Regions from separate parts of the Macaca mulatta genome. Here region 2 is linked to region 1. The links are chromatin contacts, called in public Hi-C maps. All regions are on one chromosome and are shown on one strand. The core of a region is the stretch at or near the end of the contact, and the rest is flanking DNA. Distances in the headings are between cores, read along the strand shown.

Region 1 (5,261 bases), core at 1,510-4,009:
TTTTATTTGCAATAGCCTCAAAATAGGTACCTAATTGAAAATTAACTTGCAGATAGGTAAGGTTAGTTCCTACTCTTATTTTTAAAAAAGGAAAGAAAAAGGTTAGTAGCTTATCAGTTCTCTACAATCCTGTGTACTTGTATTTGGAGTGCTGGAACTACCAGGTTCAACTACTACAGCTTTTAAGGGCTTATAATCAAGAGTATTTAAAATTAAAAAGTGGGTGTGGAACCCAAATCATTTTTTAGTTAATGTTAGTCACAACTGAGTTGTTTTTTTTTTTTTTTTTTTTCAGATGGAAGCTGAAAGCAAAAGGCTTGGGATTTCTCTCTTTCTTTCTTTTATTTATTTATTTATTTTTTAAAGACAGGGTTTCATCCAGGGTGGAGTGCAGTCGCACGATCACAGCTCACTGCAGCCTCAAACTCCTGGGCTCAAGGAATCCTTCCGCCTCAGCATCCCAAGTAGCTGGGACTACAGGAACACACCACCATGCCTGGCTAATTTATTTGCTGCTTCTTTTTTTGTAGAGATGGTGGCCTCATCATCTTGCCCAGGCTGGTCTTCAACTCCTGGCCTAGTGCTGGGATTACAGGCATGAGCCACGGTGCCCAGGCAGGATTGGAATTTTTACCATTAACTTCAATTTATTCTATTTCAATCCCAGTTTTCTCATTAAAAAAAGAAAAGGAGTAAAAGAGAAAAAAGTTATACAACACACCTATATATCCCACTATCTTTCTGCTATATCCAGGAGGATAAACAACCAGCTTTAACCCAGGAAACTACTATCTCTAATTAAGTATATCAGAATGGAAGCACTGTAGGCTGAAAAGACTGCATACACAAAGAACTTCTACAGGTGGGTTCTGGACATATTAACACAAAAGCAGTCTTTTGTGTTAATAAAAAGTCTTATTCAAGTAAGTTTTTCATCCACAGGTTTTGTTAACTGGTACATTTTTACATAGACTTGGCGCATAACTTTATTTACACCATCAGTGTCTTATCAATGTCTAACATTCTCCCAAGATGATGTCATTAAGGTAGTAAAGGACCAAGATAAACTTCAGTGATTTTTGAGAAACAAAAAAAACGGTGGGTGGGAAATAACTTTCATGGATTTACAGACGATCATTTTATATTAGGTTTGCCAGGCCACAGTTAATTTGTAATGAAAGGGAATTTAGAGCTACAGATTAGTTTTCATGAATGGTACAGAGAATGAAATGATTTGATGAATCTGAATCACTGAGACTAGAAACAATTTTCGTATCAAAGGTTTATAGTTTCAGGGTTTATGGGTAGAAGAGAGGGTTTCGGATTTTTAGTACTTACTGATCATTAAAAAGTATCAAGATTTTAAAATGTTTTTCTAACATAGATTATGTTCAAATAATAATATGACACTGAGAGAAGGTGCAAAAAATCATTTGGTAGAAAATCAAAAAATTTTAAAAAATAAAATGTTCAGCATTCATCTAGCATTTAGTTCTTATTTTTGCTTTTCATAAAATGCAACAGAGAATCAATTTTATTTTCAATTATTTAATGTATTTAGCCTCAAAAGATGAAACATGCACGGGCACCTTTAATATGAATGGCAAGGAAACAACCAATTTTAATGGCTTGGTTTTAGTAGATGATCAGTTTGAAAGATAATTATTTACAATGCTGAAATGAGAACTGATCATTTTTCTCAAAACGTTTTTCAGGTTAAAAAAAAATCTTTATTAGTTGTATCTTCCCTTAATGACAGGGTTCAGGGGCAAGACTTAAGCTAGCCAACTCAGACTACATCACAGAATGCAACCAAATGTTTGCTCAATTAGTAAGTTAACATCATAAAAATAAGTTTTAACTGTGGACGATTTTAAAGCAGCAAAACTGCCGAATCTTTAAAAAACTGGGAACTGCCACAGCTCTTTTAATGAACACGTGCCCCGGATACGCTACCAAGGAACTAATAAGGTTTTAGGCATCGTTTTGTTTTGTTTTGGTATTACTAATGTCTGCAGGCTTTCAGCGTTAGGTCTCTCTCTGTAACCCACAGCAGGGCCTAGAACATGAGGCGGTTGCGCGTGAGCAGTATTTCTTTTTTTAACTCCAGGAAATGCCCCGCAAACGATAAACGCTAAGAGCCCGACTGACATCCTTCTTGCCCTTCCATCTCTTCTTTACGAAAACGGTTATAACCCTGGCGGGACCAGGGGTGGAACATTGTGGTTTTGAAGGGACAGAGCGAGTGCGTGGGTGCGTGAGAACAAGGCAGGAAGGGGCAACGAGACGTGACCACTAAGCAGGGGGGAAGGATGTTGCCTCTTCTAGGGCGGGAAGAGACTGCGAGAGGTGCTGTTATGCATGACCAAGGCTGGCACGCGGGGAAGATGGTGATGGCCGCAGGACAGGGTGAATGCGAGGGATTCCCTGTTAAGGGGCAGCGTTCGTGGCCGCCTCCGGTGAACGATTCGGGAGCAACGAAAAGGGTGAGGCACTGAACCCGGGAATTCCTGACCGAAAGAGAAAAAAGGGCGCCGAGAAACAGGGTTATTATGGGATGGCTGAAGGGGCTCCCTAGGAAAAATTACAGGATCTTCCTCACCCGCCAATTGCTGTACAGTCTCTTCACTCGCCGATAATAAGCGTCTTTGTCCAGAGTCACAGCCATAGCCCCAGACGCCGCTTCTCCTCGGGTTCCGAGAATCACGCGAGGTCCCGGCTCCGCCACCCGCTCTCGGCCCAGGAATCCCGCACTCTCCCAATGACCCGGAAGTATCGACCTCAAAGATGCCCTTTCCGCTTCCGGGTCCCGACAGCGTTAGGGATTTCTTTTTTTTTTTTTTCCCCCCAATCCTCTTTCGGATGGGCGGGGGAAAGACAGAAAGAAAAACAGGGGAAAATCAACAAAATGTGCGAGGCAAGCAGTCGATTTTCGCGGGGTTTTCTTGTCAACTTCGCCACTGCCGCACGCGAATCGACGTCGTCACGTGACGCTCTGCCTCCGCCCTTAACTCAGCCCAGCCGCGGTTTCCAGGACCTCAAGACTTTTTGCCTAGGCGGCAGCCGCTAGGCGAAGCGAAGGAGGTGGTGCCTGCACCGCCCCACAAGAGCTGCCGCGCGCGGGTGTAATAGCTCCACCCCATTTGCAAAGGAAGGGGGAGCGGAAAGAGCGGGATCTAGCGTGGGATAAAAGTGGTAATACTACAGTGTAACTGGGCATGCGCCCCTCCTGGAAATGATGGGAATGCAAAAGCCTTTAACTGCCCCAGAGCTGGAGGGATCCTCGGTGCCAGGATGCTGGGTCGAGCCGCGGGGACAGAGAACTCATACCAGGGAAATGGAACCCAGCCTCGCGATAAACTACGACCCAAGCTATGGGGAGGAACCTAGCTTTCGAAAGGAAAATAGTATGTCCAAGCTTTAACTGAGCAGTGGGATAGTATAAGTCAGAGGAAACAAATGACCTGAGGGGCTCCACAAACTTTTAGTTCCTTCCCACAACCCCAACGCCTGAGCCAGTCGTGGCAGCATCCTTCCAGTGAGCCAGTCCCCTTGCTGCAGTTCATGAAAACTGACACTATTCTAGGGATTACCCCAAATAACCGTTACTTCAGTTAATTACTAACAAAATGTAAATGGTTCCTGATGACATTCTTGCTCCCCGTCTCTTTTAAAAACTTGGAGTTTGAATCCAGAAGTTTGCCTACCTAGCATTTACCTTAAATAATTCCCTTGCCTTTAGCCAGCTGGACAGTCTACATTTATATATACCCTTTAGAGGAGTACAGATGACTTGTCTGCTCTATCCAAGGTAACTTAGTATGAATAGTATTGAACTTCAGGAAAGTGGTGCTGAAATTACCCACTATGAACTACTCAAAATCAATGCTCACATTGGGTTTGAGCAAATATAGAACCAAGGAAGAGTGGAAAAGGATTAACTTAAATTTATTAATGCCAAGGGAAGGAAGGTAACAGTTCCTGACCCTCCAGCTGTATCCACAGTTCGGCCAGGAACAGGCTCTGCCAGAGGCTAGGGCCAGCGCTACATAGTCTGTGGTTAATGGAGGTGACTAGGGAGGGGTGAGCGCACCAGCTGCTCTAGTCTCCTTTCCTTCCCCAGAAATGAGGAAGTGGTCATGTATTATTTTAGGAGTTCCCCTGCCCACCCAATCCTCTCATAATTGGGAGCAATCAGGTACATTTTTTTTTTTCCTTTTCACCTCCTGGAGTCCTGGACTTCCCCACATCTCCCCTGCCCCTCCCACGTTTCCATAGTCCAAGGGCCAGAGTAAATGAAAAATACAGCAGCCGCCCAAGCAATGGGGCCCATGCTGGGGCTTCAGTCATCAGCATCTTCACTGGAGTCTGAGTTAGCTGGCATCATAGGATCATCAATGAGTGAGAAGTCCCTTTCTGAGCTATCATAGCCCTGAGATAAATCATCATCATCTTCTTCATCCTCATCGTCATCCTCCTCAGGTTGCAGTGGTGGCAACCGCAAGGTAGTACCAGAGGCGGTAGTCGCTGGTGAAGAGGGGTAGCCAGGGGCTCTCAAGCCTGGATGGTGATGGTGGTGATGGTGGGGGTGGGGGTGGTGGTGGTGGTGATGAAGCATGGTGCTGGAGTCTACATGAGGGGATGATGCTGCACCACCCATCACAAATGGCATAAAAGGCAAAGATGCAGAAGTGGCACTGCTGTGACCCAAAGATGATACAGACTGTAGGCCACTACTGCTGTGTTGGAACGTGTTATGCAGAGATAGAGACCCAGTGCTTCCACCCTGCATGAGGGCCATCATCTTAGAAAGGTCTGGTCGCATCCTACGGGCCCGCTTCTTGCTGCTCTCTGGTGCAATAGGCCCTGGCAAAACCCGGTTGAACACTGTTTCAGTGTGATGACCCTAGGAGGAGAGAATAGAAGATAATAAAAAGAATGGGGAAAAAAGAAAAGAAACCAAAGCCAATGGAGTCCTAGCTTACAATGCTTTTTTACTGAATGTACTTTAGAAGAGGCAAAACAAGCATAGCCATACTAGGCTTGATTGGTAGTAATGGGAAGGAGGAAATGCTGGACTTAGCTGGTTGAAACATTCTGATACTGAAGGTAACATCAATGATTTCATACTGAAACTCATATTAACCAGCTTTTGCTTTTTTCACCCATGACTATATTGTATCTTCAGTCAACCATTTCACAAATGCTTACCTTTGTTAAGAAGGGGTGTGGGTAAGACAATGAATGAATTAGTAAATGCA
Region 2 (5,261 bases), core at 2,002-4,501, 90 kb after region 1:
CACTCCAGCCTGGATGACAGAGCAAGACTCTGTCTCAAAAAAATAAAAAATAAAAAATAAAAATACAAAAAACATTAGCCAGGTGTGGTGGTGGGTGCCTGTAATCCCAGCTACTCAGGAGGCTGAGGCTGGAGAATCGCTTGAACCCAGGAGGTGGAGGTTGCAGTGAGCCAAGATCACACCACTGCACTCCAGCCTGGGTGACAAGAGCAAAACTCTGTCTCAAAAAAAAAGAATGCTCAGTGAAATTTTGCAATAATTAAAAATTGGAAAATAACCCAAATTTCTATCAAAGGGAGGATGGTTCCATAAATTATGCTACTGACATTCCATGACTACGCAGTGGTTAAAAGGAATGAAGTAGATCTCTAGGAATGAAGTAGATCTCTATGTATGGATATGGAAAGGTCTCTACAACCTGTGTTCCCTGTATTTCCCTGTTCATATGTATGTATCTAAATGCATAGAAAAAGTTTGAAAGCATACACATGGAATCATCAGTAATGATTCCCTTGCTAGAGTAGCAACCAAGACGGGGAAGGAGAAAGCGTTTATGTATAAAAAGGAGACATTTATTTTCCATGCTATAAATTTATAGTTTGATTTTATTTTTACTAGAATAAACTAATATATTACTTGGACAGTTTACAACACAAAGATATAGCATCCAGAATTTGTAACTGTAACAGATAGAATTAAAAGCTTCTCTATCTCGGCCGGGCGCGGTGGCTCAAGCCTGTAATCCCAGCACTTTGGGAGGCCGAGATGGGTGGATCACGAGGTCAGGAGATCGAGACCATCCTGGCTAACACGGTGAAACCCCGTCTCTACTAAAAAATACAAAAAACTAGCCGGGCGAAGTGGCTGGCGCCTGTAGTCCCAGCTACTTGGGAGGCTGAGGCAGGAGAATGGCGTGAACCCGGGAGGCGGAGCTTGCAGTGAGCTGAGATCCGGCCACTGCACTCCAGCCTGGGCGACAGAGCATGACTCCATCTCAAAAAAAAAAAAAAAAAAAAAAGCTTCTCTATCTCTTTGATTTCACCTTTCCCCTATTTTATCCCCACTATTAGTCCCACCCTCATTGCCCCTTTCCTTTGCATTGGCTTTTCTTACTATACTTGGATGTTGGTCAGAGACTAAATTATTTTGTACTCTCACCGTATCCCAGATTTGCAGTTTGATTTGTTTTCCATCAATGTTGACCATACGAGCTCCAAACTCCACACCTGTTGGTAAAGACCAAGAGAAAGAATGTGATTCTCATGAACAGCAGCCATGTGGAGTGGGAGGAGGTTCCTGCCTTTCCTCAATGTGTTATACCCATCCTTTAGTCTGAACTCAATGCCACTAATTCCATTATTGCTGCCTATTTGCTCCAATTAACTTTGTGTTTCTCAAGGTTCTTCATTTCCCTTCCGGAATTAAAAAATTGTGCTCTAATGACCTCAGGAATGTAACCAAAAAGCACATATGGGAAAACAAAACCAATTAAGAAGTCAAATTTAAAAGGGTAATTTTTTAGCAATGTCAGTTAATGCTTAAATTTGATTAGGTAACATTTAGTTTTGTAACTTTTCCAAAAAACTCCTAAAAATTCTGGAAATGCTTCCTGACACTTTCTCGGTCACTCTCTAGTCTCTATTTAAAACAATATTTATTTTTTTGTAATTCCAGATTTTTTTCTTTAAGAAAAGAGCCTAAGAAATAGGTTCTCAGAAACAATACTTTTTTTTTTTTTTTTTTTGAGATGGAGTCTCTTGCTTTGTCACCCAGTCTGGAGTGCAGTGGTGCGATCTCGGCTCACTACTGCCTCCACCTCCCGAGTTCAAGTGATTCTCCTGCCTCAGCCTCCCCAGTATGTACCTTACAGGCGCACGCCACAACGCCCACCTAATTTTTTTTAACAATACATTTTATATCTCCAATAATTGCCAGAGGAACAATTAAGCATTGTTGCCTTGTTAAGCATTGTATCATTAGCCCCTATCACAAAGTAAGAATTCACTCAATATTCCCTTTAAAATACCTTTTGGTTGATACTGCCTTCTAAATCCTTTTCTAACCCCATCAATTATTTGACTCTAAATAAATCCGTTAGAACAGTGGTAGCTTCAGATTTCCACACAGGTGTGACTTGGAAGTAGCAATATTGTAAGAATGGGGATGTAGGAGTTTTATTTAGAAACTGCATTTGCATGGCAACAAAGCTAGTTTCATATATGTTGTTTATTTGGACTGGGGTTATGGAGATAATGAAGAGGGGGTAGCTAAAAGCCCCTTCAGGCTATGCCTTATCACAAATGTGTGGGAAATGTTAATATTTTCCAGGATCCCCAGTGGGTATGAGGAACTGTTTAACACACTGTTTTATTTAAAAGGAAAGTTTTTAGTTTTATTTGCCTATTAATTCTAAGGCAGGGATGACTCTTCAATTTGCTTCTTCACCAATATAAAAAATGTCCATGTATTGGTGTTTACTTTTTAAAAGTAAGGCTGGTATTAATTTACTGCAAAGCACAGATGAGTTTACAAATAAGCAGTTATGCTTTCGTGGGATTTTCCATAAACATAAAAAATTGTACTTGAAAAAAATTATATGACAAGTCTCTACCTCACACTCCAAAAAGTTACCTTTCAATTATATACTCTCCCTTACACTACTCGCCACATATCAACGTTTGATTAACCACTTCATTAACATAACTTTGGACTAGTTTAAAGTAGTGAGGGATAACTTTTTACTTTGAACACTGAAGGCTGCTAACTTTCCACTTTAGCAATTTAGCTAGTCAGGTTTTATCTGTTCTGGAACAAGTAGATGCACTTACCTATTGTGAGGTCGTGGACAGGCTGGAACCGCTTATCTGTAAACTGCAGGAGGAGACATGACTTCCCCACACCTGAAAGAGAAAACACGCTCCCAGAGTCACGTAGCGTTGGAACACTACCCGGACTCTGGACTTCCCGGACCAGAGAAGCGGGGGGTCCCCGAGCCCCGCCCCTGGCCGCCCCGAACCGCCCCGCCCGTCTCGAATCGCCCAGCCCACAAAGTGAGCCCCGCCCCCGCCACCCAATTTGGGAGCTTCGGACGTCCGCCCCAGCCTTGAAGGCGAACAACCTGAGGGTTACCTGTGTCTCCGATGATGATATACTTGAAGAGATAAGCATAAGTCATGATGTCGCGTCCTCTGGGTTCCGGGTCCGCCCGACTTCTACAGCCACTTACCTCCAACCTCTCTAGCCACTCAATCTACCGATCTTCTTCTTCCCGGCCGCCCACCCTCTCCGGCTCCTCTAGCCCAGATCACGTCTCTATTGCTCTCCCCAGAAATCCTCCTTAGGTCGGGAGTACCCAACGCCACCTCCAGGGATACCTCTAGTACTTCTACATGCCATTATCCCTCCAAGCTCCAGGGGGCGATAGGCCACCGCCTGACTCGCTGCAGCCCCCACGGCGCTCCTTCCAATGAGCAGAGAGTAACGCACGTCCTTGCGGAAGTGACGGCAGTTCCGAGACCAGTGGGGGCGGTGGGAGCGATGAGGGTCTGAGACGGTGGGAGCGGTTGTGTGAAGATGGAGGTAGGAACCTGATAGCTAAGAAGGCTGGCGAGAGAACGCGGCCGACCGGGTTGAAGCAGAGACGGGAAGCCGGGTGGAGAGGCGACTGACGGGAGAGGAGAGAGCGCGGGGTTTGGGGAGTGTTGTCAGAATGTCGGGGTCAGAAGCCATCGCTCCAAGCTAATTCCCTGCTCCCCCTAACTTATCCCCGCGGCTTTCTTTTGGTTTCCAGTTTCCCGGAGGAAATGACAATTACCTGACTATCACAGGGCCTTCGCACCCCTTCCTGTCAGGGGCCGAGGTGAGCACGAGCTGCCGACGCCGCGGGGGGAGGGCCTGAGGCCGCGGTGGGGTAGGGTGGTGGGGAGGAGAGCACGCACTCCAGGGACGGGGGCTGGGAACCAAGGGCTGCAATTGGTGTTTAGAGAAAAGTGGCAGCTGCTTCTAGAGCCTATGGGGACTATCTGGGGAAGTCTTGGGAAGTTGCTGTCATCAGAAAAGCAAGCTATTGGAAAGAGATAACCTATTTAAAGAGAAAAGTGATTCTGGATTAGAAGACAGTGAAATTGTCTCCTTTTTCTGGGGAGAAATAACTACAGTAATCTTAAAGGATCGCAGTGGGAAGAAAATTTTTCAGCAGCTGAAGAAACTGGGGTGAGGGGAGGAGCTTACCTAGCAGAGGGTTGACCGTGGAACAGCATGTGTTCATTCCTGTAACGAACTCTGTTGAAGGGGTCTTTTTAAATTTGTTTCATTTATATTTCCTACTGGTTTTGTTTTGTTTTGAGACAGAGTCTCGCTTTGTCGCCCAGGCTGGAGTGCAGTGGTGCGATGTCGGCTCACTGCAACCTCCGCCTCCCGGGTTCAAGCGATTCTTCTGCCTCAGCCTCCCGAGTAGCTGGGATTACAGGCGTGTGCCACCATGCCCGGCTAATTTTGTATCTTTAGTAGAGATATAGTTTCACCATATTGGCCAGGCTGGTCTCAAACTCCTGACCTCAGGTGATCCACCCACGTCGGCCTCCCAAAGTGCTGGAATTACAGGCCTGAGCCACTGCGCCTGGCCTAAATTTACTACTTTAATAAAAAGTTTGTGGTTACCTTTACCTACACAGTGTCGGCTTGTTTTGCTAATGCCAGGAAGAAAGGAAATAGCTGCTAGAGAACATAAAAAGAGTTGAGTAGGATATGTGTTTCAGTTTTTCTGTGACTCAGACGTTGGGCACATTACTTCATCGTTGTATGTCATAGTTTCCCCAACTGTCAAACAGCTGTAATAATAGCTTCTTATGCTGTTTTATAGTAGAAGTAAAGGTTGTGATGAAACCCTAAAGTATTTGTTAAAAAAATCTGGTTGAGCCGGGCGCGGTGGCTCATGCCTGTAATCCCAGCACTTTGGGAGGCCGAGGCAGGTGGATCACCTGAGGTCGGGAGTTCAAGACCAGCCTGACCAACATGGAGAAACCGCGTCTCTACTAAAAATACAAAATTAGCCGGGGTGGTGGCGCATGCCTGTAATCCCAGCTACTCGGGAGGCTGAGGCAGGAGAATCGCTTGATCCCGGGAGGCGGAGGTTGTGGTGAGCCGAGATCGCGCCATTGCACTCCAGCCTGGGCAAAAAGAGGGAAACTTTGTCTCAAAAAAAAAAAAAAAAAAAAAAATTCTGGTTGAAATATTGTCATAATATAGATACGTATCACTTG

The links. Hi-C and Micro-C count contacts between places; a contact is called where the count stands out from the background.
Region 2: a contact with region 1 is called in a Hi-C map of fetal cortex germinal zone, with 2.7 times the contacts expected there. The contact joins the promoter of RAB2B here to the promoter of SUPT16H in region 1. A contact is called at or near these places in 2 of 14 Hi-C or Micro-C datasets (fetal cortex germinal zone and liver).

Annotation. Positions count from the first base shown.
Region 1 is chr7:94,245,857-94,251,117 of T2T-MMU8v2.0, forward strand. SUPT16H (SPT16 homolog, facilitates chromatin remodeling subunit) reads right to left here and starts at 2,760. Exons shown (of 26, transcript XR_013396071.1): 1 at 2,603-2,760. CHD8 (chromodomain helicase DNA binding protein 8) reads right to left here. Exons shown (of 37, transcript XM_077940586.1): 37 at 3,933-4,906. The coding sequence ends at 4,343. LOC144330159 (a long non-coding RNA gene) reads left to right here and starts at 2,351. Exons shown (of 2, transcript XR_013396075.1): 1 at 2,351-2,486.
Region 2 is chr7:94,335,806-94,341,066 of T2T-MMU8v2.0, forward strand. RAB2B (RAB2B, member RAS oncogene family) reads right to left here and starts at 3,252. Exons shown (of 9, transcript XR_013396072.1): 1 at 3,130-3,252; 2 at 2,829-2,900; 3 at 1,159-1,226. It overlaps TOX4 (TOX high mobility group box family member 4), which reads left to right and starts at 3,535. Exons shown (of 9, transcript NM_001172413.1): 1 at 3,535-3,579; 2 at 3,791-3,859. The coding sequence starts at 3,574.